Regions from separate parts of the Mus musculus genome. Here all the other regions are linked to region 1. The links are chromatin contacts, called in public Hi-C, promoter capture Hi-C and targeted proximity ligation maps. All regions are on one chromosome and are shown on one strand. The core of a region is the stretch at or near the end of the contact, and the rest is flanking DNA. Distances in the headings are between cores, read along the strand shown. Region 1 holds the start of Uhrf2 (ubiquitin-like, containing PHD and RING finger domains 2). Region 2 holds the start of 1700018L02Rik (RIKEN cDNA 1700018L02 gene). Region 3 holds the start of Jak2 (Janus kinase 2). Region 4 holds the start of Rln1 (relaxin 1). Region 5 holds the start of Cd274 (CD274 antigen).

What was found. Promoter capture Hi-C pulls out the DNA fragments that hold promoters and counts their contacts. A called contact is a pair of places that touch in the nucleus more often than the background predicts.
Region 2: a contact with region 1 is called in a promoter capture Hi-C map of pre-B cells, with 3 times the contacts expected there. A contact is called at or near these places in 3 of 39 promoter capture datasets (the C10 cell line, liver and pre-B cells) and 1 of 130 datasets of targeted methods (large pre-B cells).
Region 3: a contact with region 1 is called in a targeted proximity ligation map of microglia, with 6 times the contacts expected there. A contact is called at or near these places in 1 of 39 promoter capture datasets (pre-B cells), 5 of 484 Hi-C or Micro-C datasets (B cells, CD4 T cells, CD8 T cells and 2 more), 1 of 130 datasets of targeted methods (microglia) and 1 of 9 other capture datasets (liver).
Region 4: a targeted proximity ligation map of large pre-B cells shows a contact between it and region 1, with 2.1 times the contacts expected there. A contact is called at or near these places in 1 of 39 promoter capture datasets (pre-B cells) and 1 of 130 datasets of targeted methods (large pre-B cells).
Region 5: a contact with region 1 is called in a Hi-C map of CD8 T cells, with 5 times the contacts expected there. A contact is called at or near these places in 3 of 39 promoter capture datasets (liver and stem cell-derived epiblast-like cells), 2 of 484 Hi-C or Micro-C datasets (CD4 T cells and CD8 T cells), 1 of 130 datasets of targeted methods (effector CD8 T cells) and 2 of 9 other capture datasets (adipose tissue and liver).

The regions. Positions count from the first base shown.
Region 1 is chr19:30,027,979-30,034,259 of GRCm38.p6, forward strand. Uhrf2 (ubiquitin-like, containing PHD and RING finger domains 2) reads left to right here and starts at 2,535. Exons shown (of 16, transcript NM_144873.2): 1 at 2,535-2,953. The coding sequence starts at 2,801.
Region 2 is chr19:29,044,460-29,050,740 of GRCm38.p6, forward strand. It overlaps 1700018L02Rik (RIKEN cDNA 1700018L02 gene), which reads left to right and starts at 3,024. Exons shown (of 1, transcript NR_028360.1): 1 at 3,024-4,270. Ak3 (adenylate kinase 3) reads right to left here and starts at 3,502. Exons shown (of 5, transcript NM_021299.2): 1 at 3,220-3,502. The coding sequence starts at 3,370.
Region 3 is chr19:29,247,734-29,254,014 of GRCm38.p6, forward strand. Jak2 (Janus kinase 2) reads left to right here and starts at 4,070. Exons shown (of 25, transcript NM_008413.4): 1 at 4,070-4,385; 2 at 4,704-4,786.
Region 4 is chr19:29,331,486-29,337,766 of GRCm38.p6, forward strand. It overlaps Rln1 (relaxin 1), which reads right to left and starts at 3,185. Exons shown (of 2, transcript NM_011272.2): 1 at 2,901-3,185; 2 at 270-681. The coding sequence starts at 3,111. The coding sequence ends at 335. Gm52390 (a long non-coding RNA gene) reads left to right here and starts at 3,153. Exons shown (of 3, transcript XR_003952902.1): 1 at 3,153-3,265; 2 at 3,402-3,534.
Region 5 is chr19:29,364,889-29,371,169 of GRCm38.p6, forward strand. Cd274 (CD274 antigen) reads left to right here and starts at 2,550. Exons shown (of 7, transcript NM_021893.3): 1 at 2,550-2,618. It also overlaps a transcript of Plgrkt not described here.

The DNA of each region.
Region 1 (6,281 bases), core at 1,285-3,784:
TATGACAGAGAGGTAGACATGTGAGTGGTGTCTTAAAAAAAAAGTTTATTGTTCTCACATAATGGGAGGATATGAAATTGGATACAATCCTAGCATGATGCAATGGATTTGAGAACAGTCAGGGTTACATGAGATTTTCAAATAAGCAAGAAAGAATGAAGACCAAAGAACAATAACAACAAAAGCCTTTAACCAGACCAAAGTCTTACACTGGGCTTTCTTCCTGATTAATCTCTAAGAGAGCAGCAGAAACATCCTTTGTGGCATCTCTGTGCAGATCAGCCCTAAGAACAGGGAAGTGATTGATACTTTCATTTATACCAGCAATAGGCAGAAGATAAACCCCTACTTTTTCTTAAGAGGATCTCTAACTGTGGAATTGTAAGCATATAAAAATGTAACATATGAGCAAACGGTAAATGTTCAAACCCCGCCCGCCCCCCCCCCCCCAGCTGACATGGTCAACTCTTCAGGTTATAACTTCCCACCCAATATCCCCTTATTCTCTTCCCTATCCGTACCACCTATTTCTCTCTCTCTCTTTTTTTTTTAAGATTTATTTATTTATTATATGTAAGTACATTGTAGCTGTCTTCAGACACACCAGAAGAGGGCATCAGATCTCATTACGGGTGGTTGTGAGCCACCATGTGGTTGCTGGGATTTGAACTTCGGACCTTCGGAAGAGCAGTCGGGTGCTCTTATCCACTGAGCCATCTCACCAGCCCCCCCCACCTATTTCTCTATTCGCCAAAATGTAGGCATCTCTATCAAGCCAAAAGACTTTCCTCCTCTCAGAAACTCCTTCTTCCCTTCACTCTCTTAGACAGTTCTTTTCAACTACCAGGCATCTCCACTGTAGGCACATTTGAGATATATTTCAAATGCCACACAACTCAAATGGAACTCATTCCATTTTCTTCCCTTTTCACATTCACAAATTCTACAACTTTCAGGAGCTGGGTTTCCTAGAACACTCAACAATTTATTCTTCTCACTATCTCTAATTTTTCCAAAATGGACAACAGTTGGCTCTTGGCTAAATTTCAGCCTCTCTCACCTTCCCACAGCTTGCTTTTTTCCCTAAGGCCTCCTTCCGCACTCTGTTCTATTGTCATTCTAAATACTTAAACACATCAATGCACATTTCAAAAAGCCCAGGTTTCCCCGGGAGGCCTACAAAAGTCTTTGAATGCTAATGTTCACACTTGCCCTTCATTATTTAGTCAACCTCTCTCAGAAGTGTAGTGTCTTCTGATGTGTGAAAATGCACTCCCAGTCTTTGCTTAAGCACCCTATCTTCTTTGAATATTCCCAGTTTATCTAAATTCTCTTAATAACAAAAGCTCTAAAATACCTTCTTGTGTGCTACTAAGGGAGTGGCAAGGAAGCTAACATTCCCTCGGTGTTTATGAGCACTATTTTACCTGGAGGAAATTGAAGCAGTTTGTTCAAGATCACAGTTAAACAGAAAGACTGCAATTCTCGCGCGTCCCAACCCGTGAGCCCAAGACTCAAGGCTTCAGACTGCAGCACACCGTTGGCAGTGCACCACGAATAACAGCCCGAGACCCTAGCATATCCTTGTAACAACAAATAGTTGATCCCTTCATGGGTCAGATTAGATGTTCTCAGATGTATCTGTTGCCTTATCAACTAAATGTTTTAGTTAACTAGGAAGCTGTCGAGGTAACTTAGAGGCTCTAGGTATATATATATATATTCATATCTCGAGCTGACGCACATTTCACTCTTCCTGTATTTCCATTTAGGCCATCTTGACTAATCAATTTGGTTGTTACAAAGTTGTGCCTCTTATCCTCATGGGAATGATTAGTACTGACATTACGGATACCGGTGAATGTAAGATAATGCGTTTGCTTTGCTTTCTCTCTTAAGTCTTCCATTTTTGGATGGGTCCCCTGAGTGTGGGGGCCGTATCCCGCCCTGGGATCTCCGGATTTTTGGATCGGAGGTGTACAGTCCTGCAAAGCCAGGATCCCTGCGGCTAAAGGCGCCCTTAGCGCAGAAGGCCCACTCGGTCAGGTCCAGCTCCCGCTCCGGCTCTCCGGTCGGGAAACGTGGGTGCGAGGCCTCTGCCCTGGGGCCTCCCGGAAGCGGGTTTCCTCGGCGGGAAGCACGTCCATCAAGCCGACGCGCCCCGGGAGAGGCCGCGTGGCGGGCGCACACCCTGGTGTGAAGTCTCGGGAACGTAGGCTGCATCCCCATTTCTTGCTCACGCCAGCGCGCAGCACGGCTAGCTATTGTTCGTGCGTTTTTGAGACCATGGAGTCTAGGCCTCAGGAGACTGCGAGGTGACCAACGACAACGAGGGCACAGGGCGAGCTGGCCTCGGCGAGCCTGCCCAACCCCGCCCTCCTCCGAGTAACGGCTCTGGAGGCCCCGCCCCCTCCCATATTAGCGCCCCCCAGGCTGTGCGTGGGGCGGAGCCCCGCGTGGATCTCGCGAGATCCGGGTTGGCGCCGTGACCTCCATGTGGGAGCTGCATCTCTATAAGTAAACAGTGCGCGCCGCCGAGCCATGGCTCCTTCCTATTTGTGAGGCGCGGGCTGCGCTCGCACCTCGGGCGGGTTCCGGTTTCCTTCCACCGAGGAGGGGCGGGCGGGCGGTCGCGCGGTCTAAGAGCGTCAGTCCTCGCCCGCACCCGCGTTCGCCGAGTCGCCGCCGCAGAGAACCGGATCCTCCCGGGGAGGCGGCGGGGACCGGGCGGGGCGCGGCGCGGCGGCCCGAGCGCAGGGCCAGACAAAGGGGCTTGGTCCCCTGTCCCCGTGCCGCCGCGATGTGGATCCAGGTCCGCACCATCGACGGCTCCCAGACGCGCACCATCGAGGACGTTTCTCGCAAAGCCACCATCGAGGAGCTGCGCGAGCGGGTCTGGGCGCTCTTCGATGTAAGGCCCGAGTGCCAGCGCCTGTTCTACCGGGGCAAGCAGGTGAGGCGCCCCGCGGGGAGCCCGGGCGCGAGCAGCCGGCGCCCCGGGACGAGGCTGGGTGTCCAGGGCTGCGCCCCGCTGTGCTCGGGATGGGCCGCTGGCGGGGCGCGGGATGCGGGGCCTGGAGCTCGGGCCTGCGGCTGCCCCCCCCCTCCCCCCAAGCGCGCCTAGCGGGTCGGAAGGTGCGGGACGCGGTGTTGTCGCTGGCAGCGGCCACGGACATAGCCTCCGAGGGTCCTGGGGGATCCTCTTCCCGCCTTTGGGGGGGGGGGGGATCGGAGCCTGGAAAGGCAACAGGCTCCGGCAGCCATGCCGGGGCGCGGGAGGGACGAGCTGGCTTTATTCGCAGCGCCGTCTCCGACTCCTCTAAGGACTTGCTTCTTTTCCGTGCCCCCGGCTCCTAGATGCGACGTGGAAAGGGAAGCACCTTATCCCTGTTTCCTCACTAGAAGGATTTGAACACTGAACATCGGAACGGTGGTAGAATGCGTGCCCCTCCTTCCTTGTCGTCAGTCTCAGACTGGGGATTTGTTCTGTAAAAGATCAGAGACCTCTAATTTAAGGAACGATGTTTGTAACCTGAAGTCGGGTTTAAGTCTGTTGAATATACGGACAGATTATTTCCCCATAAACTTTACCTCTCATCTTTGTGTGTCCCCTAAGTTCGGGCTTTCAACTCAAACCTTTCAGCATAATCAGCAGTAATTCAAAAAAAGCCAGAAAGTTGTGTTGGGCCACAAGGGTGCTTGTGGGCATCTCCGTTAATTTTAAGTAAGGCTCTGCCTGATGAGGCTAAGACGTTTCCTATCCAGTAAGTCTCAGAGTCTTATGATTAGACACCCAGACCCACATTGTTTTTCTTGCCTTTGTCTTTAGTCCACTAAAAAAGTTGGCATCCTGCAGTCAGTTGACCACAGTTTGGCTCCAGTCCTGAGTTTTGAATTAAGTGCAGTTCTCTCTGATTCGATGGAAGTAGCCTATAAGCCACAAAGGGTTTAGAAGGAATATTTTTGTTCCCTTTACAGATTTACAACTTCTCAGACTGGTCAAAATTTTCTAAGTAACAGATTATACAACCGGCAAGAAAAAGCCAGGGTTTTGGTAAAGTGTTTGGAAGGCCTCTGACAGAAAACCTGTAGCACTTTCTGCTCTTGTTGTATCCACTATATTGTTTCTTGAGTGTTTGACCAGTAAAGAGTTTACTTGTCTGGAAAGTTGGTTTTTAAACAGTCATACCTATTAAATACTTTGTAGCATTGTATTGCTGTGCCTCAAGTGGCTATTATCTTTTCCTTTTGGCTATCAGTGAAAGCTATACAAATAGTAATAATATTGTACATTGACTCCTAGAATAGTTGGGCGACTCCAATACAAGAAATAGAAATGAAAGATGACTTATGAAATAGACTTACACTAATAATCAGAAAATGGTTCCTGGTTGGGGGTAGAGAAACCCTAGTGGCCAACCCCTCCCCCCATTGTTAGTGATTCACTACTTCTCTCTCCACAGCCCAATAACCATTAAGGATAAAAAAGAGAATTCCAGTGCCAGCCTTTGACTTGAACACCAGAAAAGGAAAACCGTTGACTTTCTTGTGAATGATAACTAGCCAGGGCGTAGTTCCTATCTCCTTTTGTCTTGATGTTCTCCAGATGATGGAGATAGCAAAGCAAGTCTTTAGCAGGCAGATAGTTAAGTTGGTACCAGAGAGAGGGCTAGCCGTTTCCTGTAAAGTGAGTTTATGTTTAATAGAAAAGAGGTGTTCTTTTTCATATGCTTTATTGTCATAATGTTATAAAACAGGGTGAGGTTTGAAAAGCAGTGCAAGGAAGTCTACGTTTTTTTCTTTCAGTGTGTATGGTTGCTTTGCCCACATGATGTCTTTGTACCATATGCATGTCTGGTTGCTACAAAGACTGGAAGAGGACTTTAGGACATCAGACCTCCTGGAACTGGAGTTTGAGATAACTGTGGGCGCTGGGAATCAACCTTGTCCCCTGGAAAAGTAGCCTGTGCTCTTAACCACTGAGCCATCTCTTCAGCTAGACATGATCTTACATACCACACACCGGGCTTTGATCTTTAACTCTTAGAATGTAGAGCTCCTGAGACTATAAAAGAATTCCAGTTTTCCCTGCCTTCTCTTGTCATCAATATTGGGATAGTCAAGTAGAATGTAGATGTGGAATATGAACCATATTGGAAGAAAAACTAAACATTTGATACTCTATAAATTCTTTGTTTTCACATGGAGTAAAAAAATGAAAGTATTTGTCTATTTTTTAAAAAAATGTGTGTTATTTATTTCTATCATGTGACAAATGACACAGCTTCAGTGCCTCTACTCTACCCTGAGTTCTGGCAGTGACTTCCCCTGGCTTTTTCTGGCCTCTGACACTTCATTTGTTTCCCCTTTGGCTTTCTTTGCATCTTTGGTGCAGACCTTTCTACTTCCTGGAATTTCTTCCTTAATGCAGTCAATATTCACTAGTGTGTTCTGACAACGTCGCAACCATTTCTCTTTCTTCCGAATTGAAAATCTTGTACCTTGGATGTCTAATATGGCAACTCTCAGCTATTTTACTTCTATGAGACATTGACGGTCTATAGTTATATGTGTCTTTCTATGATTTGTTAAAGACTAAAGCAAATTTGCATGTTTACAAGATGGATTTTTGTTTATTTTTATATAAAGACTAAATCTGGGTTTAAGATTTGATACTTCAGGACATAGAACAAGACTCAACATCTTTAAGAGTCAGTCAATAATTTTGATTTAAAGTCAATAATGAGAATACTGCTTTGCATAAATATGTAGTACAAAGTGGCAAGTATGTTTAGGACTTTTCCAGAAAATGTTGGGAATTCTGTCTTAATCATAAATTCATTCAATACTTTAAAATGAAACTCAGGTCAGTAATTCAGATAGCAGTCTTTAAAATCAAACATTTAAAATGACAGTATAAAGATAGATTAATTTGATACTTGTTTGCTGAAGAATGATGCAGGAAAGTACTGAGAGTCACTTTTCTATAGTTCAGCCATTATGTTTCTAGGAAAGCAGAAAGCCTCATAGGTACAGTAAACATGGAGCCCATGAGCTGCCTTTGGATCTGAGTGAGAGGGTTCTAGGGAGCGTGTTTATTGGCAGTTGTCTGTCATGATGGCATGCAAAGTCACTGCTGTGCAGCATGGACTTCTGACAGACAAGCATTATCTTTTTAATTTTGAATTAATTTTTTGAAATTGCACATTCAAAAACTTGTCTGGTTTTGTTCAGGGTCCCGTCACAGTTATGGGGCCCCATGTGGATCTGAGGTCAGCAGT
Region 2 (6,281 bases), core at 1,774-4,273, 980 kb before region 1:
TCATTGTCATCTCCTCTGAGATGACTGGTTTCTCACATAGACTTTTTATCTTAACAAACACCGTTTCACATCTTGCATTTTAAACCCAAGTAGGAAACAGTGACGTGATTACTGCTGGAAGGAATGGATGCTATCACCATGGCCACCGAACACATGCTAAACGGTATGGTCAGGGTTATAAAGAACACTTACGAAATGATGGGTAGTTTCCAGAAATTCCACCCCTGGAATTTACTCAAAGGAAAATAAGCGAAGTTGCTGCCAGCTCTTTGGATTCACAGAACTGTTTATTATAGCAAAGAACAGTTAAGAACATAAATCCCCAGCTAATAGGGATCCAAGGTACGGTGCTTGATTCGCATGCACAGAGCTTGAGATTCCGTTTCTGGCACTGGAAAAAAATGGATTAGTCGATATCGGGCAAAATATAAATGTCTTGTTCAGTCTTGGTGAAATTAAATCTGAGATGATATATAAGCATGCTCACAACTCATGAGGATACAAAGCACTAACAGAAAGGGGAAAGAGAACACCAAAGGGTTAATCCACGATCTCCAGGTGAGGCCAGTCTATGCAGGATGTCAGTTCTCCTGTATTCTTCCCTCTATCCCTCCTCCCTTCTCTCCTTCATTCGTTCGTTACTTTGTTCCTTTCTTCCTTCCTTACGATTTAGTATCAGAAAACATGAAGCACTTTTTCAGAATTTGTTTTCGGGTTTGTTTTGGTTTGCTTACGATTACATCTCATTTGCTTGATTCTGTGGGAAATATCTAATCCATTCACAAATATTTATTGAGGATATATTCTCAATATATAGAGAGAATATAGGCTATATTCTCAATATAAATTTGCAAAAGTCCTACACAGGACCGGCCAGACATCACTTAGTAAAGACTACTCTACCTGATAAACCATTAACATCTGTGGGAACAATCTCACGATGCCTCCCAAGCTTTGTGTTCTGCCCTTACTAAGGGATTGTTGTTATTTCTTTGAAGAACAAGTGACCCCGACATCCCAGGACCTGCAGGATTTCAAGTATCAACTAGCTGAGTGAGCATCCCAAGGGACCTGGCTGGGGCTTCCCTCTGAGATCTGTAACTTTTCCCAGCTGAACAAAGACCTAGCTGCCTGTGTGGACCTTGAACTCTGAACTGCAAAGACTTCTCTCACGAACTTTATTTAGTTCTCCTAGCAGAGCCAGAGCATCCGCAATTCCAACCCTGATGAAACTGAGTCAGGAGGATTACTCCAAATTCAAGACTAGCCAGAGCAACTGTCTGAGACCCTGTTAAAACAAAACAAAACAAAAAACCTACTTCCAATAATGAATCTTCAAAGTTTGTATTAAGAAAGTATTTGTCTTTCTGTGTCATAAAAATGAACTGAGCATTAAAACTGCCGAGTGGGTGGCTGAACAACTTTGTGTGTTCAGCTCCTTGGTCTCTGTAGTCTCTGTCCATGTTTCAGAGATGCAGTCCTGGGCACCCTGAGGCTTAACAGGGGTTAACGTGTAGCAAGAAACATTGTTTCTTCATTTTTCAGAAATGTATTTAAATACCCTTTCATTTACTCTTTTCAAATGTTCTGTGTTTTCCTACCCATGAGCATTCTTTGCCACCCACAGTCAGGCCAGCTCTGAGTCGGTATGCAGGTCACCCCTAAAGACTTCTACTGTACTTTGGATAGCAGCAAAGTCTTCAGGACTTGGGACTGTTTGCAGTAACTCGCATTGCAATCTGTTGCACTAAGAACATTTAGCAAGAGTCAAATAACCTTTCGATAAACTTTAATTAACTGCAGCCTTTATTATTTCTTAAGGTCGACATTAGAAGAAAACGAAAACATGCTTGAGGGGTGCAGAGGATCGAGCCAAAGAAACTGAAAACTGTGGGTTTTCACACACCCCCACCCCCACGCACACACTTGAATATCAGTGTCTTTTAAACAAACAAAAAACACCCTTTCCTAGAAACTAGCTATACACCCGCCAGGAGGGAGTGGAGAGGTAAATAAATCGCGGTAGATTCAGCAGACACAGGGTAAGCAGTGCAGTGCGGAACCGGACAACGTCTCCATATGGGATGGCAGGCTGAATGCAGTGTGCGAAAACACTGATGTGGAGTAAGTAGATGGTAACTTGATACACTGAGGTTGTAAGAAGGAGCTTTACACAAAGACATTTCCAGAAGGAGATAGACTGTTTCTCTCCGAGGTTCTGGGCTGAGGTAGGGACTAAGAGAAAACTTTGCTTTTTACTTTATACATTTCTGTCTTCCCTCCTCTCCCTGGCCTTTACTTTCTTTTTTTTAAAACCTTGAACAGGTATTATTTCTGTGTAAATAAGCTTCAAATGAATTTTCAAAATAGGCACTAGTTTGAAATTGAAGGTCAACACTATTGTGGAGAAACACATCTAGTGCAAGCTTTTAAAAAATAGTTTACAGCTGTTAGTTGGCTGGCGCCTGGAATCCCAGCACTCACTAGGGAGGCTGAGACAGGAGGATGTCAAACTTAAGTTAAAGTTATCCTTGAATACATCGAATGACACTGTCCCAAAAAATAAATTTAAAAATGCTTTTCTTAAAATAGAACTTACCACAAACCCACCCTTTGTAAAGTGTTGGCTAGATTTTTTGTGCTGAGTTAGAAGACTTTGGAAGGAGAAACACAGCAATCGTTTATGTAACTGTTACAAGGACAACTTTAGTGACTAAGAAATGTCTGGGGGCATCAAAATCTAAGCCAACTTTGTGACTGCAATGAAAATAAGTAATACTTGACCTTGCAGAGAGAAAGGTCAGAATTACAAGATCCCACGGAGCTTACCATGGGCGGGAGGGGGGGGTGTAGGGAAAAAAAAAAAAAAGAAGCTAGCCCTGGCAGAGCCAAAGCCTGCCTTCTGCATACAAGGACACGTGGAGAGACAGGCACAGCTCCCCCCGGCTGGACCCCCACCGCAGCTGCCAGCTGTGTCGAATGAGCTTCTAAAAACAAAGCCAAGGGCTTTCCTTCAGTCTTTGAACTTCCTAGTCCTTTCCTTCCCCCTCCCCCATCTACCCGAAGCTGCCCACGGAGGCCAGAGGATTCGGGGCGCAACGGCTCTTTCCCCAGGCGAGGTCGGGGAGCGCTGCACCCGCGTCGCAGGACCCTCGACCCCGGCCCGCAAAGCCCCGCCGGGACGATCGCACGCCGCCAGCCCTCGGTCTCAGCTCCCACCTGTGCCCTGCAGCATGTTCTGGCGGAGCAGGTCCCCGCTGGAGAGGTGCTTCAGCTCGAAGTGTTTGGTGATGCGTGACGACACGGTGCCCTTGCCGGAGCCCGGGGCCCCCATGATCACGGCGCGCAGCAGCCGCCCCGACGCCCCCATGGTGGCTGGCGGTGGTCCGAGCTGCGCAGACGCTGGTCTGTGGCCTGGCCTGCGCGCTCACAGGCTCCGCGGCCCTGGAGGGCTGGCAGCTGCAAGCGGGCGGTGGCCAGGACGCCCGGCTCTCCCGGAAGTGAGCGACGGCCACCGGGGCCGCCCCGCCGGCTGCTGCACCGCCCCTCCGCGCCCCTGCACCCCACTCCCTTGAGCTCCACCCGGCGCCTCTTGGCATCCCCAGACCCTCGTGCCCTGTGCTGCCTGGTCCCAGCCTGCAGGCTGCGCCCGTCTGCATTCTCCCCAGTGGACAACCTCTGAGCACCCCGTTCTACTTCTAGTCTCCCGCTGGCACCTCTGAGTGCCTGGATTTCATTTTTTTCCCCCCTCTGTGTTCACCTTTTTCACCCTTAGTCTTTTCTAAGAGCCAAGTTCTGTCCTGCTCAGACCCAACAGGAAGCAGCATGCCCCCGTGTTGTGTCCCCTCGGCCCCTCTGGTTCACCAGGTGTTCCCCACCTTTTCACACCAATCCTCCCTTGACCTTCTTCCCTCTGCCTTTTCACCCCATTTCCTTCTCCTCCAGGGGTGACCTGGAACCCTCCTCACAGAAGCTTTCATCAAGTGAAGTATGTGTCTCATCTCCCTGAATCCACTTTCAGAACCAAAAGTAGCTGTCACCGTTAACTTCCGCAGAGGTCAAACATACTAGCTCCTTCAGAAATGCATTCATTTCAGGAAGAGCTACCCAGTGCCTACTGTGTGCCACTGTACTTAGAGGCCTCCGAGAATGCTATGCTGAACAAACCCGAGTTTCTACTGCTGTCCGTTTGTTTTCTTGCTTGTTTGTCCAGGGGTGGAAGTAAGGCTTTTTGAAACAGTACTGTGAATAAAAACAATAACAAACCAGCAGGCAGCAGTGATAGACGTCTTTAAACCCCGCACCCAGGTAGAGGCAGGCAGATCTCAGGATTCCTGGCCAGCCTGATCTACAGAGCGAGTTCCAGGACAGCATGGGCTACACAGAGAAACCCTGTCTTGAAAAACCAAACAACAACTAACCAGAAGGTGTGGGAGGGAGCAGTGATGCCCTGGCGTGGGCTCTGAAAACTGAAGTACAGAGAGGGAGAGTGAGGTACGAACGGATGCAGAAGAGAAGCGATTGAGTCTTATTTTATCTGTAAAATGGACGCAGGAGATTGGTGTGGAGTAGAACGGTGTGTGGATTGCCTGTACAAGACCAACTACAAAGTGCTCCGTAAACGTTGCCCACTGTCCGCCTGATACGGTTTCCTTGTGCCGGGCACCGGGAAAACAGAAAAGTGTCTCTAAAGGAAACACCATGTGTGCCCCCTCAAAGGCTGCCAAATGACTGGTTCAGAACTACTTGCTGTTTCCAAGTAATTATTTCGGGGGTGATGGAGAGGGTAGCAAGGTAGGTTTGCTTGCTCAGAGAGAAGACGTGGTCTCCGTGGCAAGGTGAGGCAGACATCCCTGTACTTAAAAAAGCAAATGAGTGGCTCTCCCGTTGTTATTGCTGCACAAGAAGGAGTTAGTAAATAAGTAAATTACACAGTCCGTGCCTGTGTGTGGAATTAGGAGGAGAGCATGAGGGTACCCCGAGGTAAAGGAAGGAAGGGAGGGAGGAAGGCAAGAATGGAAAGGTCTGGGCAAGAGCAGGTTACGCAACACTAGAATCAGAAAACCTGGTGGTGGAGAAAAGCATTTCCAATCTCCGCAGTTGGGAACATTTGTGGTTTCAGCCTTGAAAATTTCGATTATGGGGGTGGGGTGTTCAAACAATTTTGGAGCAGCTAAGAATCCCGCTCCCAACACTACAACAAGCAAACACACAAACCCGAACAGAGAGATCCATTGCTTGTTCTCTTGGAGTTAGCGTTCGTTCTACTGGGGAGAGAAGACAGAAGCAAACATGAGTATGTAAGACTGAGGTGCTTAGAGACTTAGGGTGGGAGGCAGCAGGGTGTGTGGTCACTTTAACAGGCCCACGGGAGCTCAAAGCTGTTGATTGTAGAGGAGTAAGAGGCTGCCAAACTGGGACGTCTCTTGGCAACTGGGCCCAGGGCAGTCATTTCGACACACACAGGTATTTATTTGTGTGAGGTTTTGTTTTCCTGTTTAAGTTACACTATTGATAATAGTGGAACACAAAGTTAATTTGAATTTTAATCTCGCAAGGGTGCCTGAACTACCCATGGCCAAATGTTTATACAGGTCCATTTGTATTGAAGAAAGCTCAGAGGAGTGCCCTGTGTGTAGTAGGCAGTCAGTAAATGCCTGTTGAGGAGACACTAAGGAGTACTGTTTTGTCACATTAAACTCCAGAATATTTTAAGTCCTTAGAATGGACAGAGTGGATCAGGGATTATAGGTATGTGGCATAGGTTAAACTGTCTCCCTAAAAATGTGGGGGTGTGGCTGGCACTAGGTCTCAGTGTGTGACCTTATTTAGAGCTGTTCCAGGAATAGTTAGGGAGATCATGTTGGGGTGATCAGTCATCGTCTTTACCAGATGTGATATGAAGACACCAATAGTGTGTGGTAACAGGCCAGAGACTGGAGCTAAAAGGCTGCAAGCCAAGGAATGCCAAAGAGCAGTGACAACACCAGATGCCTAGAGAAAGACAAGGCACTGTTCTCTCTTAGAGACCTGATGAGAACTCCCGACCCTGCTCATTCCTTGCATTTGGCTCAAAGTTTCCCAAACTATAAGAGAAACCATCCCTTCCCTTTAAGCTCGACATTCCAGGCTGTTTGTTATGGCAAGGCCTGGGAAATGAATATACTGTTCCAGAAATCTGTGTGTGTGCGCATTGTCTCAGCATGAGCTAGGGAGTGAGAAGGAAGGCTACCTGGAGTCAGTGTCTGGGAAGCCCTGACTAGCACTGGCGTTGGGAAAAG
Region 3 (6,281 bases), core at 2,820-5,319, 780 kb before region 1:
CAAGATACAGGCATGGGCAAGAACTTCCCAAAAAGGTCTCCAAAAATACAGAAAACAATCCCAAGAATTGACAAAGGGGATTACAGAAAATTAAAGGGTTTCCTTCCCAATAAAAGAAACATTTGCTAAACTGAGGAGGTAGCGTTTACAATGGGAAAAAAAAACTTAGCTAATGTATACTAGACAAGGAGCTTACATCTAGAATATATGAAGGACTGCAGAAATTAAATATCAAAAGAAATTGTTCAAGCTGGGCAGTGGTGGTGCAACCCTTTAATCCCAGCACCCAGGAGGCAAAAGCAGGGAAATCTCTATGAGTCTGAGGCCAGCCTGGTCTACAGAGTGAGTTTCAGAATGACCAGAGCAGCACAGAAAAGCCCTGTTTCAAAAAACCAGACCAAACCAAACTAAACCAACCAACCAACCAAAAACCCAAAAAAACAAAACAAAACAAAACAAAACCAGCAGCAACAAAAATCATTCACTCAAACAGTTGGCTAATAACCTGAGTAGACAACTTTCAAGAGAACAATTGCCTAGTTAATATTTGAAAAAAATGTTGAACATCCTTAACCATGAGGGAAATGCAACTTAAAATTGCTTTTGGATCCCATCTCTCCCCAGTCAGAATGACTGTCATCAGGACAACAAACAGGAACAAATACTGGTGAGGGTGCGGGGTAGGATACACTCCTACACACTGCTAATGGGACCGTAAACTCAAGAAGCCACTACAGAAATAAGTGTGAAGGCCGTGTAAGTCAGCTACACCGTTACACAACACAACTCACACACATACACACACACACACACACACACACACATGCACACCAGAAACACTTGCACATCCATATTTACTGCTGCACTGTCATTCATAATAGCTAGGGAGTAGAAACAACTGGGTGTCCATCAACAGGGAGGTGGATATTGGAAAAGTGGTGTATACACACACATGAAGCTGTGACATTTGCAGGAAAATGGGTGGAACTGAAAGTCATCCTGCGACAGAAAGTACACTGGACTCTAGAAGACAAATGCCTTTGAGTCCTCTTATCTAAGGAGCCTCCTCTCTCTCTCTCTCTCTCTCTCTCTCTCTCTCTCTGTGTGTGTGTGTGTGTGTGAAGTAGAATGTGCACAAGGGGGGAAGAACTGTTCTTGATTGCGAGGAAGGGGAAAGAAAGGGTAATAGAATATACTGACATGAGAACAGAAGGAGGTGCTATTTAAGAGGGGGAAAAGGACCAAGTAGAGGAGGGTGAGGGGGATGAGAGAGGACAGTGGGAGAAGACAATGAGTCAGAAGAAAGTGATCACACACACACACACACACACACACACGTTATAATGAAATCAATTACTTTGGATGCTATTTAAAATGAATGAGATTACAGTAAAAATGCCAGTCCCTACATCTGTCTCCTTTACAACTCAGCTTTTATCAAGGGTGGCTAAGACAGTTTCTTGGGGTGCAATTGTGACAAATGACTCAGGATTACTGACGAGATAGAGCGTGTTTTATACTTCCCAGCTTGATGGCATCTGCAAATTGCCCCTTCCATGGCTGTAACAGACATTTAATAGCTGTGCTTAAGGGCTTTAAAATACTTCCTATCCAATCTTCAAAATGTCTCTTTAAGTATGATGATGCTATTATACTCAATCCTCGTATTCTGATGAGAAGGATATATTTTTCATTACATGGATAAACAGGAAGCTTAGGAAATTGAAGTGACTGTCTTGGTAAAAGCCTTGATTGAAACCTGGGCCACCTAGCTTCTACTGCATAACTTCTTTTTTAGGACTGTCTACTTTATGTGTATAGTGTTTTGCCTGGACATATGTGTAATACATGTATGCTCAGTATCCAAGGTCAGAAGGAGGCCTGGGATTCAGTTCCAGGAGACTGAGATCCTAAATTACAGATGGTTGTGAGATACCACGTGGGTGCTGGGAACACTTGGCCATGAATTTTCCAACCTAGGCTTGCTTTGTTTATTTGAAACCAAGTCTTGCTATGTAGCCCAAGCTGGCCTGGAACTCAGAACCTTCTTGCCCCAGCCTCCTGAGTGTGGTATCACTTATGGCTGGCTTTATAGCACAACAGCCTAAGAACTATACAAAGATATAGAACACAAGGGCTGATCTCACACAGCGATACAGTCTTGTTACTGTTTGCCTATGGAAGGCAGCTCTGCTACCACAGAGAAAGGACAGAATCTTGCCTCCTGTCTCTACACCCAGTGCCACAGCAGACAACTAGCTATTGACTTTTATTTTTCCAGTCTGGCCATGCTAAACGTCCTAAATCTAAATGTCTTATCTTCCACCCCATACTTGTTTGTGCAGAGTTTCTGAAGGTCATAAAAGATTTTGTCCGATTCCTCAGAACTCTCCCTTATCTTTATTAGAGAATGCAGGAACTCTGTGAAAAGATTAACAGGTGGAACAAATCTCTAGCTTATGCCTCTACTAGGAATCGCATCTAGTGCTGGAAAGCATTCTACTACAGAGTGAAGAGAGATCAACATTCAAGACTATCATTGGCTCACTCTTACCTCACCGAGAATGATTTTCACTGTAAATGAGAATGAACAAGTTACTCAGTTTTCCTGTGTGGGTTGACAAAGGACTTAAATCCTATAAGCTTACTGTTAATCATCTATTTTTTTCTTGCCCACCTTATCTTTAGCTTTGGTGACATTTACTTAAAAGAAACCATGCATTGTGTAGTGGCCCACACCTTTGATCTCGGCATTCCCCAGGCAGGTAGGAGGATTTCTGTGAGTTCCAGGCTCACAGACTCAAAAATAAAGGAAAAAACAAAAAAAACAATAGATGTAAGATCTGAATAACAGCATCCGTCACGTATATAAGGGGACGTGGGTGTTGTGAATGCTTCATTTCGGTTGACAAACCTGGGGCTAAGAGAAAAAATAAGAAGCCCTATACAGAATGACCCCAGTTATTTCTTTGTCTTCTTATTTAGCCCCTTTCCTTTTACTGTCTTCCATTGAGGGTTCTTTCTTGGTCCTTAAAACACATTCCCTTTTCAGAATCCTTTTCATTGTTAGCTTCTTTCTTGAAACCAGATAGTTCCAGGACTGGATCGTTCTCATCCTTCACATTTCTGCTCAAATGCCACTCTAAGAGGTCTTTTCTGGTCATCTCAAAATAACATCTCCACTCACCTTTGTGTGTGTGTGTGTACCCGTTACTGGCAATCACACACAAAGAGCAGTGCAGATTTAAAGCCTCTTTTCTGGCTTCTATGAGAATAGCACATGCAGAATGGGTGCTGCCTTCGTCTCCTCTCCTGGGAGCCCTTGCCTAGCAGGGAACAAATTCTTGAATGAATGAACGTGGCTCTTTGGGACCCTATACGTCGTTTCTTCTTCCAAGCGGTCCCTTCGCAGAAGTGGTGGTTAACTGAAGTCAGGTACTTGGGTCTCAGCGCCCGGTCCACGGTGCCACGTCCCCTGGGCCGAGCGCTTAGGGCAGGGAGCCGCCTGTGGAAACGAAAGCAGGAAGGGGAAAGTCTCCGCGGAGGCAGCGGCCGCCAATCCTATCAGCTCGGACGCAGCGGGGCCTTCCCGGCCGGGCTGACTCATTCCCAGCCGTCTCCTCCGCGAGCCGAGGCCGCAAGCACGCTGCGCCAACCCGCACCCGCCCCGCTCCTCCTCCTCCTCGCGCGCTCTCGCCCGGGGGCTGCCCCGGGAATCTCCACGCGCGCCTCCGCTTCCCCGGAGCCCGCGGCCGCCTCCCCCGTCCCGGCCCAGCCCCGCAGAGCGGCCCCGCGGGCGGCGCAGGCGCAGTGGGGCGTGCCGGCCTCCGCCCCCCCGCCAACCCCCGCCGGCTTGCCCACGCCCCGCTCCGCCGCTCGGGGCCGCTTTCCCGAAGCTGCACCGCGCCGGAGCCCGCCGAGCAGGGCAGCTGAGCCGGCGTCGCGGGGCCGAGCGGAGGCGGCGTGCGGCCCCTGGAGGGCGGAGACGGGCTCGGCGCGCGGTGGGCGTGGCGTGGGCTGCAGGAAGCTGAGGCAGAGCAGAAAGGGGGCAGCAGCGGCCACCGCCGGCCTCCCGCCGCGCTGACAGGCTGGGCGGGCCCCCGCTCTGGGCGAGCTCGCGCGGCGTCGGCGCCTCGGCCGCGGCCCCGGCTCCGGAGGCGCCCGTCCGTCCCGGCGAGGGCTGCAGGCGGCTGCCGGGTCCGCCGCTGCGGGATGTGAGTGCGGGCCAAGCCCGCGCGGGAGGGCCCCCGAGGGCCCAGCCTGGCGGCCGCTCGACCCTGCGCCCGGCCCGGGGGCTCCCTAGACCTCGGCCCGCCCGACGCGTCTCGGAGGAGCGGATCCTGCGCGCCTCGGGGCGCTCCTGTGTGGCCCGACCCGTGTCGCCGGTGGGTGCAGTCCCTGGCTGCTGGATGGGGGCGGGGGGCAGCGGTTCTCCCTGCGATCCCGCCTCCTGCTTTCCCCTTAGCCCCCTGCTACTGGCAGGGAACTTCAAAGCTAGAAAACCTGCGGGTTTCCGACAGCCTAGGAAGGAGTGGCTAGCTGTTGATAAATGCATGCATCCCCTTGTGCCTTAGAACCCGACCCCCCCTCTTTCTTATTCTTCTGTACATTTTTCTAGTCATCTAAACAGCGCAGAAAAAAAAAAAGAGAGCATCTATTGGCCCTGGGTTTTTGAGTTAGTGACTTGCTGCTTCTGTTTTTAGGTTCCTGAAGCAGGCGACGGGAACAAGATGTGAACTGTTTTCCCTCCCCAGAAGAAGAGGCCCTTTTTTTCCCTCCCGCGAAGGTGGGTGTTAGCGCTCGGGGCTGCCTGGGTGCTGCAGTTAAAGACAAGGGTGTCTGAGATCTGCGAGCCAGTGCCTGCTAAGAAGGCTGGATGCTTGTGTACAACGGCAGGACTAATTGTTGCTTACTGCGAAAATGGCAGTGTTGAACTTTTCCTGTTGCTGTGGGAGAGTAATTGGGTGGTATTTATTGTGTCTCTTGGATCCTTAAAGAAGCGGTCTTTGTTGGTTTTACAGTGTGGTCTTGCAGAGGAAAACAATAAGTCGTCTCTTTCTCCCCCTTTCTCCCCAGTCTTAATTTTCAAGGAATTGAAATAACCTGTTGAGGGAACAAATTGGTTGTTTTTGCTGGGTTTCTGCTGCCACATTGAATGCTTCCTGTATTCACCTGCTTGCTTTGTTGGTTGATTGCTTTCCGGTGGTTACTAGTCTATCAGGGGAAACTCCTTTTCCCTGAATGAAAGGACCGAGCCGCTGAGTGTGTCACAGAGAGGAGGAGAAATGCGGAGAAGGGAAACAGAAGTGGGAATAAAGAAGCCGGAGGTTGCTTTTGGTTTCATAATAGGTTTGTATGAGTGAGTTGTTGGCTTACTGCAAATATTCTCATATAGTTCCCAGCGGATTTGAAAATGAATCATCAATTTCTGGTCCTCTTTCTCTATATCCTTTACCTGTTTACTGTTTACGGTTCCAGCTATTAAGATCATTTGGTTGTATGTGAGCTGGCTTGAGTGTGGGACGTCTGCAGACTGGATGTGCCCAGGACTTATCCTGAGAGTACTGAGCGGTGCTACAGGCATGAGCATTTACCTGTACAGGAGAGCTGCAGTGTGTGGAGGCTAGATAAGCACTTATGTTTATTTTGGCTTTTGTGGAGTATTGTGGAACTTGCTCTGTAGACCAGGCTAGCCTCCAACTCAGAGATTTCCCCTGCCTCTGCCTTCCAAATGCTGGGATTAAAACCACCACCCACCGGGCTTCATTTGTTTCTTTTAGTGTCTTTTCCTTTGTAATTTGAAGGTGTCTTGAGTAAGGTGTCTTGAGTGTGAAAAGTAAACATATTTTTTTTTCTCTACTTTACCCAGATAGGCTATTCTTGAAAGATGGGATCCCTTTCTGGCAAAATAGAGAAGACCATTGGCTTTGGAGTTAGATCTGAGCGTGCAGTCTTAAGTTAGGATAATGGTGTTCTTCCCATTTAACAGCAGTGTTAACTTAAAATTTACTTTCTCAGAACCTTGTGTGGGGGTCGATTGGATGCATGCAGAGCAGTAAATGGTTTGGTCGCTTCTGAACGTCTTAGCTTCTCAGAGCTGGGCAGGCAAAGGAGGTTCCTAGCTGGCCCGTGCGTAGCTGGTCAGTCCCTGGTGCGGCTTCCATAGAGCATAGAGAAACTGCATGCTAGTGTATCTACAGCCTCTGTATGGAAGGGTTTGATGCCTAAGCCCCGTGGTGCTGCCCCCTGGTGGTTAAGATGCGCAAAGACTTGTCCTTTGC
Region 4 (6,281 bases), core at 1,935-4,434, 700 kb before region 1:
GCCTGCAGAGGCCAGAAGAGCCCACAGGATTTCTTAAGAGAGCATTGTATTAGCATTGTATGCATGCAGTGGTAAGGATGTATAATCATTTTAAATTAATATTATTCAAAAGCAATAAGACCATTAAAAGGACAAGATGAGTTTTGCATACAAATATTATTAACAGAACTACAATAATTCAAAGAACATTTCTTTTATATCAAAGGACAAATCCATATGTAAATTATGGTTTCTCAAATCCTAATAAATAAGAAAAGGGAACAGAAAGAGGCCATCAACCAGGTAGCAAGAATGCATGTGAACACTGGACTGGTGGTACACAATTAGCTCCGTATCAGCAATAGAGTTTAGCAATAGATCTTCTGCTACAACCGACGTGGCAACATTGCTGGCTCATCAATCCACCAGACTCCCTCTTTTTCCGTGAATGGGTATCTGATTGCAAGTATTTAAGCCCTGGAGGACTGCCGTCTTCTGCTTCACCCAGTTTATCATGGAGAGTTTTCTTAAAGCCTTCCAAGCTAACAACAGAATCGCTCAACACAGGTGCGTGTTGTAGCTCTGGGAGCGAGGCCTGAGCCTCAGACAGTACTGCCTTGAGCTCTTCAGACAAATTTGGAAGGCATTTCAGCGTCGTATCGAAAGGCTCTGCATCTTTGTTGATGAAGGATGGCACAACTTCTGTTAAGTTTAAAAAAGAAAAGTGAGTGGGGTAGGCAATATTCATGTCAAGGTGCATTTGGGAAAATACAGACATCTGTATAGAGAAAAGCATTTTGCCTGGATATAATTAAACACGGAACCGGGGTCAGAGAGTATTGAAAATCTCAGTGGTTTTGCTGGCTAGGCAGTTCAGACTGCTACGATCTTACCAAGGCTCTGTTTGCCCCATGTGGCTTCTTTCTGCAAGTGTCCTCATCTTGCTTTTATCACTGTAATTTTCACCCTTTGTCACTAAACTCTTATTTCTCTGCAATCACGCTGGCTATCAACAACACTATTTTTCATCTTTTCTAGCCCAATGTGGTGCCACACACCTTTAATCCTAGCATTTGGAGAGCAGAGGCAAGTGGACCTCCATGAGTTCAAAGCCAGCAGGTTTACAGAATTCCAGATTAGCCAGGACTATGTTAGAAAGATCCCATCTCAAAAAATAAAATAAAATAAAGTAACATAAAATAAAACAAAACCAACTCATTTACATGTTTTCTAACCTGAGTCATTTTCTTCATTGCCTTAGCACCATGAAAAAGTAGTCCTTGAAAACTATTTCCATGATTTTAGGAGTCCCAGAGTGTCAAGTTACTGCTTTAGGATAAAGTTTAAAAGACAGATATTTCCAGCAGCTCAGCTCTGACTAGAGAAGGATGGATGTCTCTGAACACTTACGGAGCAATCTTTCTTCCCTAGAGTGTTTGCTCCAAGTCAGTGGTATTGTATACTCAAGACAGAAACAGCCAAAAAGAACGCTTCCCAAACTGTGTGTTTCCCAGTGGTGCCTGGACCAATGTGCTGAGTGTGGTGTTTGCTCCCGTGCTGTGGGAAACCCTCTAGAACCAAGTGACCCCTTCCTTCTTTGTACACATTTACAGTTCAGCATTCACGGACTGTTTCCACCAGCAGTGTCAGTTAGGAGATTTACAGGAAAAAAAATTTTTTTTCTGCCTACAAAACTCTTTATAGTAACTCAGACCTTCCCCCTGCTCTTACCTATTCCAAATGCACAAATTTAGAGTGTTAGCAGACAAAAAAAACCTGGCAATGCTAATCAAGTTTAGATTACAGTGCAATAGCTCAGCTCTTGATGCCATTCTTCATGTCCAGCAGAACAGCGTGTCAGCTTACCAATCAGTCACTCCTCTGGAAAGAATGAAACCAAGGAATCCAAAAGGCACAGCCTAAGTGTGCAAGGGAGATACCAGGTTAGCCTTGGAGGCTTACCCTCCAGAGAAAGCCAAACCGTTCCCCTATACTGGGGTGCTCTGGGACAAAGATCCTTCCTAAGGGTCCCGTTGTCCTTTTAGCCAACAACCAACTTCAGCCGTTGGAATTTGGCACGGAAAGTGATGGCACTGTCACACCTGTTCATTCCAAGTCTAAACCAGTGACAGCAGGTGGCATTCTGTACCATTTTGTGTCTATCAGAAGTCCTGCCTTTTTCCTTCAGGAAGACATTCTAACTTTAACTCAGTTTACCAATCCCTCCTTGCTCTAAGATTTTGTCCAGTCAGAGTTTCATCGGCTGCCAAGCAAAGTTGATGTACTTAAAACCAGTAAGCAAAGGCCAGCTGTAGTCGGGGGTCAGAGTTAACTTACAAGCTTTTGTGCCTTGAAATTCCTTATTTACAACTATTTTTGAAATCCGTATGTTTGGTTTGTAGATAATAGACACAAATATAACATTTTAATCTAACTGAACTCATACAGGTATTCACTTTTTAATTACTAGATTTTGGATTCAAATGTTATTTTTATGACACTAATGAGTTTTCGGTCATGATAGTCTGCGTGCTAGCCCTTATTGATTTTCTTACATCCCCCCAACCTCTCAATTAAACTGCAAGCCCAGTTAAAAAAAAGATGCACAGCAAGGCTCCCTAGGTGATGTGTCTTACAAACAGGGAGCAGTAGTCCGCCCGGGCATACTCCACAGCCCAGATTTTGGCTCCCGTTAGGTCCTAGCTCCATTCCTAGTGTAAATGAAGCCCTTGCCTGCAGCATATCCAATTCCCTCTGATAGGTTTTCACTGAAACTCTGACCCAACCGAGCACGAGCACGTCAAACCTGAGGCTGGGGATCACAAACCTCCCCCGCCCCGGGGGGAGGCAGGGGACCTTTCCAATTGGTGGTCAGCCAATGGGAAGCATGAGAAGAAGGGGTGAGATGAGAAGGCGCTCACCAGTGGCTTGCCTGGCAAGCAGAGCTGGCTCCTCCTGGCTCAAAGCCAATCTTCCCACGGAGGCCCCGCAGATTTTGATCAATTCACGGGCATATTCACGGCCGCACATCCGAATGAATCCGTCCATCCACTCCTCCGAGACTCGCGTCCTGCAAGGCTGGCTCAGCAATAGCCAGAACCCCAGGAGCTGGAGCAAAAATCTGCTGGACATTCCGGTCTGGGCTGCTTCTGGGCGGCTCAGCCTTGGCGGGACTGGGCTCCTGCTGCTTCCCCAGTGCTCAATCCGGCTTTTATATCCCTTGGGAGCTCTCAGCACCAGTGTTGATGGTTCCAGCTCCACCCACTTCCCACCCTCAGCCTGCGTGGTATTGTCTTCTTGAGTCTCGTTCCCCTTACCCACCTTTCATTCATCACACCACCCTTCTGTCTTCTTTATTCTTGCCCCCAAACAACCTTATATCCCAAAATCACTTTGGATTTGAAGTTTTTTCTTAATTACAGAATAAGGCATGGCCCCTGGACTAAGTCACATCAGCAATAGAGACCACCTATCTTCTTACAAGCAAAGGCTTCCCAGCATGAACGTTTCTCTTGTTACCTTCTAACCCCACTAAGGTTATGGCTGCAATTGCTGGTAGGTCCGGTCATAGAAGACATAACGGGAGGAGGGTAAACTGTTAATTAAGAGGGAAACTGACTTTTCACCTGGAATGTGTTTTTTGTTTTGTTTTTGTTTGCTTTTGCTGACGTGAACCTTTTGTGATTTCTCTTAAGCAAATTCAGTACGGTTGTTTTAAAATCCTGTTGAGATTTGTAGGTTGGTTTTAGATCCTACAGTGGATATTCTGTTAGTCATAATGGAGAGAGAGAGAGAGAGAGAGAGAGAGAGAGAGAGAGAGAGAGAGAGAGAGTGTGTTTAATAGATAGAATCATAGTATCTGCACCATTTGACTTCCTTCCTGGCTACTTGTTTTCTGCGCACTTCGTTGCCTTATGGTTCATCCTAAAGTCTTTAGGACAATGGGGACCGAGAGCAGTAAGAGCCAATGCCCTTGTCTTGTTCTAAGTATCACAGGAAATGCTTTCAGGTTCTCCGCATCCGATATGATTGTAGGCTGCTGCTTGTTGTACACTCTTGATTATGTCAGGTAGCAACTTTCTTTCTGTAACTTGCTTTAAATAATGATACAGTGTTGACTTTTATCCAAAGGTTTACCTGCTTATATGGAGATAACTTTTACAGCTTTTGCAATTCATTCTGATGATATATTACATTTATTGATTTGCATATGGTAAACTACCCTTGCCTCTCGGACTCATCCACCTTCATCACCATGAATGATCTTTTTGATGGTTTAATATTTTGTTGAGTGGTTTTGTATCTATGTTTATCAATGACATTGGTTTATAGTTTTGTTTGTTGTGTCTCTGTTTCCTTTTGGTATGGAGCAATGCTGAACTGAGAGAATAAACTGATTCTTTGGAATACTTTGAGAATCTGGTAAGATTCAGCGACAGAGCCACCTGGGGCTGAACTTCTCTTTGTTGGGAGACTTGGTTACACATGCTCCATACTTGACTTAGTCTCTTCTGGTTGTCTATGTCGTCACGGGTCAATCTTGATAAGTTTATATCTAGAAATTTATCCATTTTTTTCTTTTCAAATTTTTAAATGAATTTGATTTATTAGACTGTCCATAGCATATAAAGCCCTTTTAGTTTTCTTCCTTTCTCTCTCTCTCTCTCTCTTTTCTTCCTTCCTTCCTTCCTTCCTTCCTTCCTTCCTTCCTTCCTTCCATCCTTCCTTTCTTTTAACGTTGTCCTCAATGAGGCAACTATAGTATTTTGTAGCAAACATAATTTAAAAACCAAAACTAAACAAACTCTCCTCAGTTGTGGTACCTCAGCTGTTAGTTATAACCAGATTAAAGACCTAAAACTCTACAATACATTAAAAAAAAGGCACTGGAAATTAAGCAAACATTCTTGACTCTAACTGGACGAAGTCTTACTAAAAAAACCTAAAATACAAAAAAAAAAAAAAAATTGTCTTGAGTTATTTGGCCTTGATCTTTGTCTGTAATTTTAGTCAGTTACATCTTCTCCTTTATTTTGTCTCAGTTGTTCTAACTAAAAGTTTCTCAGTTTTGTCCATCTTCTCCAGAACCAGCCCCTCATTTCAATTATAATTTAGTCTCTACTTACTTTTTGATATTGTTATTTGATATTGTTACTTTTTGAATTTGTTATTTTGGATTTGACCTGCCCTTGCCTTTTGGTCTTTGAAATACACAATTTGTCTGTTATTTGAAATCTCATCATTTTTCTTATTGCTATAAATTTCCCCTTGCTATTGACTTTTATTTACTTATTTTTTTAAAGATTTATTTATCCATTTTATGTGAGCACACTGTTGCTGTCCTCAGAAACACCAGAAGAGGGCATCTGATCCCATCACAGATGGCTATGTGGCTGCTGGGAATTGAACTCAGGACCTCTGGAAGAGCAGTCAGCGCTCCCAACCGCTGAGCCATCTCTCCAGCTGGCTATTGACTTTTTAAAAATTCCTTAACCTTTCTTGTGTTGTTTCCATCTCTGCAAGTTTTAAGAATTTTCTTCTTTTAGGCTCAAAGTTATTCTTTTACATAAATTGATTAAAGAGATACAAGAAAAGAGAGATACATTATGGCTTTTTGACCAATCATCAGACTAATATAGTATAATTTTTTAAATTATTAATTGTGGTAGGAGTCTATAGACAAGACTGAAAACAATTTTGATTTCCTTTGTTATTTCTTTAATGACTTAGTATTTACTCAGTATCAGTTGCTCAGTCTGTGTAGGTTAATACAATTTCTGATGTTCCTTTTATTCTCAATCTCTAGCTTTATTCCTTATGATCAGAAAGATACACGTGGTATGATTTTGATGTTCTAAAGTGTGCTCTTTTGCTTTGCTGTGCTCTATTGTAGAGAACGTGGGCGTGCGCATGAAAGGCGTGTGCACTCGGTAGCTGTTGGGTTGAAAAGTTCCACTAGTGTCTTCAGTGTGGGTTAGTTCGGGTGTTTCTTGGCATCTACATGTCTGTCCCCTGTTGAGAGGATGCTCAAGCCCCCACTCTGACTGCGCTCGAGATGTTCTCCCCTTTGTCTCTAATGTTTTATAGTGTTTTATAAATTGCATGCTATATCATGGGTCAGTGTTCATCTGTAATTGCTATGTCCTCTTGCTGAATGGGTCACTTTTCTTTGTCTCCTTCTGCAGTTTATCTCAGAGTGACTATTACCCTGTGCAAGTGTAGGTGCTCCTGTCTGCCACTGCTTTTCATTAGTGTGGAATGCTTTACTATCTCTGCCTAGTGTATGCCTACTGGTGAAGGGA
Region 5 (6,281 bases), core at 1,300-3,799, 660 kb before region 1:
GCCAGGTGGGGTATGAACAGGAAACAGCAAGATTAGAAATGACATTAGAGATTTGTTCCACTCTTCAGTCTTGGCTAGCCGCTGTTTTTCTCTTGTCTGACCGTTTCTCTATTCATTTTGTCCAAATCACAAAAACTCATATCATTTTCAGGGATACTTATCTCCTTGCCTAGGCTATTTTGGCTTATGTGTATTTTTGAGATGGTGATTTTATACACACACACACACACACACACACACACACACACACACACACACATATATACATGTATACATGTATGTGTGTGTGTATAAAAGTCACATCCTCACTTTCTATTTCTGGAGGATACCAAAACTTCATTAAGGGGGCATGGACAACTTCATGGGAGAATAAATGTCGGAGGAGTAGAAACAGGTGGAGGAGTGGGGGTGGGGCGACTCTTCAGATTACTCATATGCAAATCAGCGAAAGCAGCAGGCCCCAGTTCCCATGGAGAGCTTCAGAGAGACCAGGTTCAGTCACCCCTTGCCTTCTCTGTGGAGAATTTATGTAGACTGTAAGCAATGCTTTAACAAAACAAACAAAACCAAACCACCTCACCTCTTCTAGCTTTAGAAGGAATTCACATATCATAGAGACTACTAAGGGGGTGTGGCTTAATCCTCACCTCTCAGATCCTTATGGAACCAAGGGAACTCAGCTAAGGAGTGGGTCTCTAAAGTGAATTTTTTACAGATCTGAATAGTCACAACCATACTAACATATCATAAAGCTTGGCCAGGCGTGGTGGCGCACACCTTTAATCCCAGCACTGGGGAGGCAGAGGCAGGCGGATTTCTGAGTTCGAGGCCAGCCTGGTCTACAGAGTTCCAGGACACAGAGAAACCCTGTCTCGAAAAACCAAAAACAAACAAACAAACAAACAAACACAAACCTATTAACTAGAAATATGTTTTGTCTGTGCACGTGTATATACACACACATATGTTTAGACTGAATTTCCACATATAAAGTCTATATTTTATTTTCAGTCAGCCAACTAATGTTATCTCTAACTTTAATTGCTTTATTCTATTATTGGGGTTCAAAAGACATTTGGAAGAGGGACTATCTCAGCTGAGGCTCTGGTCTTATTCCAATTTTATTGTTGCTGTTTAGAGTGCCACATTCTCTATAGATCCTTTAGGCAGCATCAACCCCAATGACTTCCAAGTTAAAAATGGAGATGCTTTGAGAATGTGAAAATCTCATTACAACTAAGCCAGCGGACACCCCAGTATTCACCCAGTGCACTACTTTGGAATAGTAGTTTTAGTAAGTAAGTGGGGGAAAGCAGAGAATGAAGAAGGCCCTTGAAGTCCAACAGTGAAATGTTTAAAGATGACAGTGCTCTGTGGAGTTCCCAAGGTTTTGTCTTGGAAAAAGTCCACACTTCCAGTTCGCAGAAAGTCTTTCTCAACATCATTTAGAATAGACTTCCCCCACCTGGATCCCGAGACTGGCCGTGATCCACAGCGTTCACAAAGGGCACGGTTCGAGATGGGAAGTTCTTGAACGGCAAGACAACTGGTTTCATTATGTCGAGGAACTTTGAGGAAGTCACCAAATCCACGATTTAAAAATATATTTCCTATTATACAGACACACCTACTTTCTAGAATTAAAACTGAGTCATTTGCTTGATATTAACTCTATAGGTTGTATAACTCTATATGTAAAGTCATGTCAAGACTGTCACGTATCCACGTATCCAGAAAGGGCTTGAAAGAGATGGGGAATCGGATGGTAATTTGAAGTGTCTGGATTCTGAAGATAAAATTTAAGTCAGAGATCTTATGACTTCAGATATTTTGCTTCTAAAGCGCTCACTGCTCAAGCCTGAAGATTTGAAATTCGGGTCCTCATTACCCATAATAAATGCAGTGATGGCCCATTTCTGAGACCCTAGCCCTGGCAGCAGGGGCGCGGATGGGGATCCCTGGACCACGCTGGCCGGCTAGTTTGGCCAGCTGCGAGCCCGAGGTTAGGTAAGAGAGACCCTCTTTCAAAAATCAAGGTGGGAGCTGTAGAGGAAGGCAACCTATGTGGATCTCCAAGCACACGCTCCCCCCCACCCCCACCCCCGACCTCAGGTTCCACTCCCACCCAAAATAGAGCTGAGTTGTTTACTCTGGACTGTTTCTTTGAGGGAACCTGATTTACAAGAAAGCTAATGCAGGTTTCACTTTCACTTTTAGTTTCGTTTTTAAATAGTGTTTGTTTGTTTTTGTTTTTATCGACAGCCTCTCAGTAGCAGCCCGGTTGTCTTGGAGCTCTCTCTATAGACCAGAGACTCACCTGCCACTGGCTCCTGAGTACTGGAATTAAGGCGTGTGTCACCGCACCGAAGCCTAGTTTCGTTTTTTCTTAAACTGTGAATATCCCAAAGCTGACTCTAAAGTCATCCGCAGGAAATACTATGAGATAAACTCATGCTCAAAGGGACTGGGTGGCTTCGGTTTCACAGACAGCGGAGGTTGGACAAGGCTTCCGCGGAGTGGGCGGGGCTCTGAACTCGAGATAAGACCAGGAAATCGTGGTCCCCAAGCCTCATGCCAGGCTGCACTTGCACGTCGCGGGCCAGTCTCCTCGCCTGCAGGTAAGGGAGCATCTTCTCGCGGAATCCGCTTGCAGGGCACTTTAAAGAGCCAGAATCCCTAGACCTTTTTAGGACGGAGAAGGGAACCGGTTTCCTGGGAAAGTTAAGAACTCAGAATCCGCAGTTTTGTGTGTTTATGGATCTTGTGGGTAGGTAGCTGGGTCAGAAGAGATGAATTAATTGGTCCTAGCGCGACTTGACTGTTTGCTAGCAATGACTGGGTCTTTCCACTTGAAGCATCTCCGGAGGTCCCTTCCTCTGTCGAGGTCTAGGATGCTGGAGCTTAAGATTTTCATTCTATCTGCCCAGAGAACCTAAAGGATTTTTGGAAGAAAATGTCCCAAACAGTTCTTAGATACAGTGACCTAGGCTATGTTAAAGTTTAGGTTGGGGTTGTCATAAGAGGTGAAAGTACAATATTCTATCTTTTTTTAAAAATAAATTATTACAGGTGCTTTCCTATGAATTACTTAGCCAGTTTTTTTTTAATTGCTATATTCCATTGTGCTGGGTTATTAAAGGGCATCACTCTCCCACTGAGGAATGCACAGGTTAGTAATAGTGCCTTACTAGCTCAGTCATCCACTGACCATCTGTGTATGTGACTGTCTGGAATATGGCTAGGTATTTCATTTAGATAAACTCTTATATGTATAAGTACTTCATTATGTTTGAGTGTCTGAAAGGCCTTTGTGTAGAAAAAAAAAAAACAACAACCTGAGAATACATTCCAGAAAGTATCCGCAGCTGATGATGATAGTGACCAAGCGGTGTTTAAGGAGAACTTTATACAGGGAAAATATTCACCTTTCCCAGCTGAGCATCATAGATAGGAAGACATGATAGTGGTTATATGCTGCTCTAAGGAGGGATGGAGAAGGGATGGATTTGAGCACAGGGTTCAGGATCATTTGATAGAATTTGAAAACTGGGTAAATTTTCACTCTTTTGAGAAAGGAAGTTTGCATCTGCTTCCCCTCCCCGCCCCAGGCACTCTTCCCCCCCCCATCCCCCCCCGTGCCCCCCCCCCCCATGGGAAGATAAAGAAGTGGCGTTCCAAGATCTTCATCTGGACTTCCCCTGGGACAAACCTATTTCCCCATCTTGAATGAGCGTCACTTCTTTACTTTAAACTCTGTTCTGTGAAAGGCTCTCAGCTCTTGTCTGGGAATTTGTGAAAGGTTACAGTTTCTTGCCGGAGGGAGGGAGAAGGTGACCCTGGACTCTTAGCCCATGTAAGAGGTGCAGGTTTAGAGGTCAAAGGCCATGCTGATTTACATGGTCCCTGAATTTCCCCTTTTGATCTACTGCTCACACCTGCACCCTGAGAGCCAGGGAGGGGAGGATATGATACTGAAGAAGGTGACTATCAGACCCAACCCATCACCTTTCAGACTTTATACTAAGCTTTAAAGCAGACTCATAAGCAATAGATAACTGTTCCAACTGAGTCTGCCATCAACGTAGGAAAAATTAGGTACAGTCTTCAGTGGATATCATGTACCTCATTGTGACTGTCTAGTACTCGGCTTGGCCATTTCTCCCAGGGCCTCATTGCAACAGTCACTGTGTCCTCACAGGCCTGGATGTCATCCTGCCTCATCTGCTTGGGCAGATGAACTGGAGAGATATGATTAATAATGAGTCATTTGATTTTGCTCTTTTTGTAAATGTCCTTGGTTTGGTTTGGTTTGTTTATTTTTTGTTTTGTTGTTGTTGTTTGTTTTTATTTTCATGCTCTTGTTGTTGTTTGAGACAGAGTCTCACTATGTAGCCCAGGCTAGCCTCTTCCCCCAGTCTCTCAGATGCTGTTGCATCTGCCCTTTTCTAACATCAATGATTCATAATAATCAGCAAGAAGGCTATGACCTTAACAGTCAAAATAAGTAATCAGGTAATTATTGAGAGCTAAATATTTATTTAAACAAATCAAGTTGCATTTTTCAAGAATTGAATGGGGGGATCTAAAAAGTAATGTTTGTGCTGCACAAAGATGTAGTGGTATCAGTTGCCATAGTCTTTCTCCCTAGATCCGCAGATCTCCTTAGGGAAATCTATAATTCAAGCCTAAACTTGGACCTGGTACACAACTGGTACTCGCCCAAACATTGGCCAAGCACACACATATTTGTGACTCTGAAAAAAGGGACAACACATAACAGCAAAGGCGCTCCGTGTTAGGGGCCTGTTAAATACAAGACTTGGGGAAATTATGCCATAATCTTACATTTTAAAAATGGCTATTACATGTGTGAGACAACGGGGGCTGGAGAGATACCTCAGAGGTACTAGGCACACATATGGCAAGCAGATGTACAAGCAGGCAAAACATTCTTAAAAAACAAAAACAAAACCCCAAAACAGATTTCTTTCTATATTATTTATATGGGGTTCTGCCTGCGTGTACACCTGAAGGGCAGAGGAGAGCACCAGGTCTCATAGGTGGTTGGTTGTAAGCTACCATATGGTTGCTAGGAATTAAACTCAGGACTTTGGTAAGAGCAGCCAGTGCTCTTAACCTCTGAGCCATCCCTCCAGTCCCAGACAAAACACTCTTACACATAAAATAAATCAATCTTTAAAAGTGTAGAGGAAAATGGCTGAACAGAAACTATTGACAGACATGCTGAGAGTGGTCACCGTTTCTCCAGCTTGGCACTGGTGGTGCTGTAGGCCATCTCAGTGTCTGTCACCTTGGGGCGGGGCGGGGGGCGGGAGGGGGGGAAGGCGGCAGGGCAGGGTCTTGGCAGCATCTCGGGCCTCTATTTCATCACATCAGTAACAGCTCTCCTTCGTCCCAAGCAAGCTTTGGCAACCAAATAAATATGTTAGCCAATATTACCAAACGGTCCCTAGAGGAGAATGTGTGTAATGTGCCTACATTCGTTTTTATAACAACACCAACAATATCCAACCATAAAAATAAACTGAAATGGTCACTCTACCTCAGTGACAACGTCTGAGCTCCGTTTCAGGGTCCCTCACAAGAAATTCGATAGGTGTAATGATTTATTTTTCCTAATAAGTAAAATGATTATTCACTCATTTGAAAATTGGACACACACACAAAAAAATGAAGAAAAAATTTGCTATTTCATCTCTCCTTTTCTATCTCTTTCCCTTTAAAAAAAGTATAAATGTGGGCTAAAGAGATGGCTCAGCAGTTAAGAGCACTGGCTGCTCTTCCGGAGGTACTGAGTTCAAACTGCACCAACCACATGGTGGCTCACAACCATCTGTAATGGGATCTGATGCCCTCTTCTGGTGTGTCTAGAGACAGTGACAGTGTACTCACATACATAAAATAAGTAAAAAAAAAAAAAACAAAACTTTTTTTTAAGTATAAATGTGTAAGAACTTACCTGTCTTCCCTATAAAAGCCACAATTACCTTTGCAGATAATCACTGTCAGGCAGTGTCTTCAAGAGAAGTGGGGTTGTTCTACGACACAAGAATATTTTTGTTTATATACTACCCTCTAAGCTCCTTCCTACTTCTCTGCAAACTCATCCCCTGTGCATATACTGAAATCTATCCGTCACGGTATTTTGAGTATACACAGTTATCCGTCACGGTATTTTGAGTATACACAGTTTTATTAGCTAATACATGGGGTATTTCAAGTCTGGGACTGTTGTTGGCTGTGTCATCTCTGTTACATAT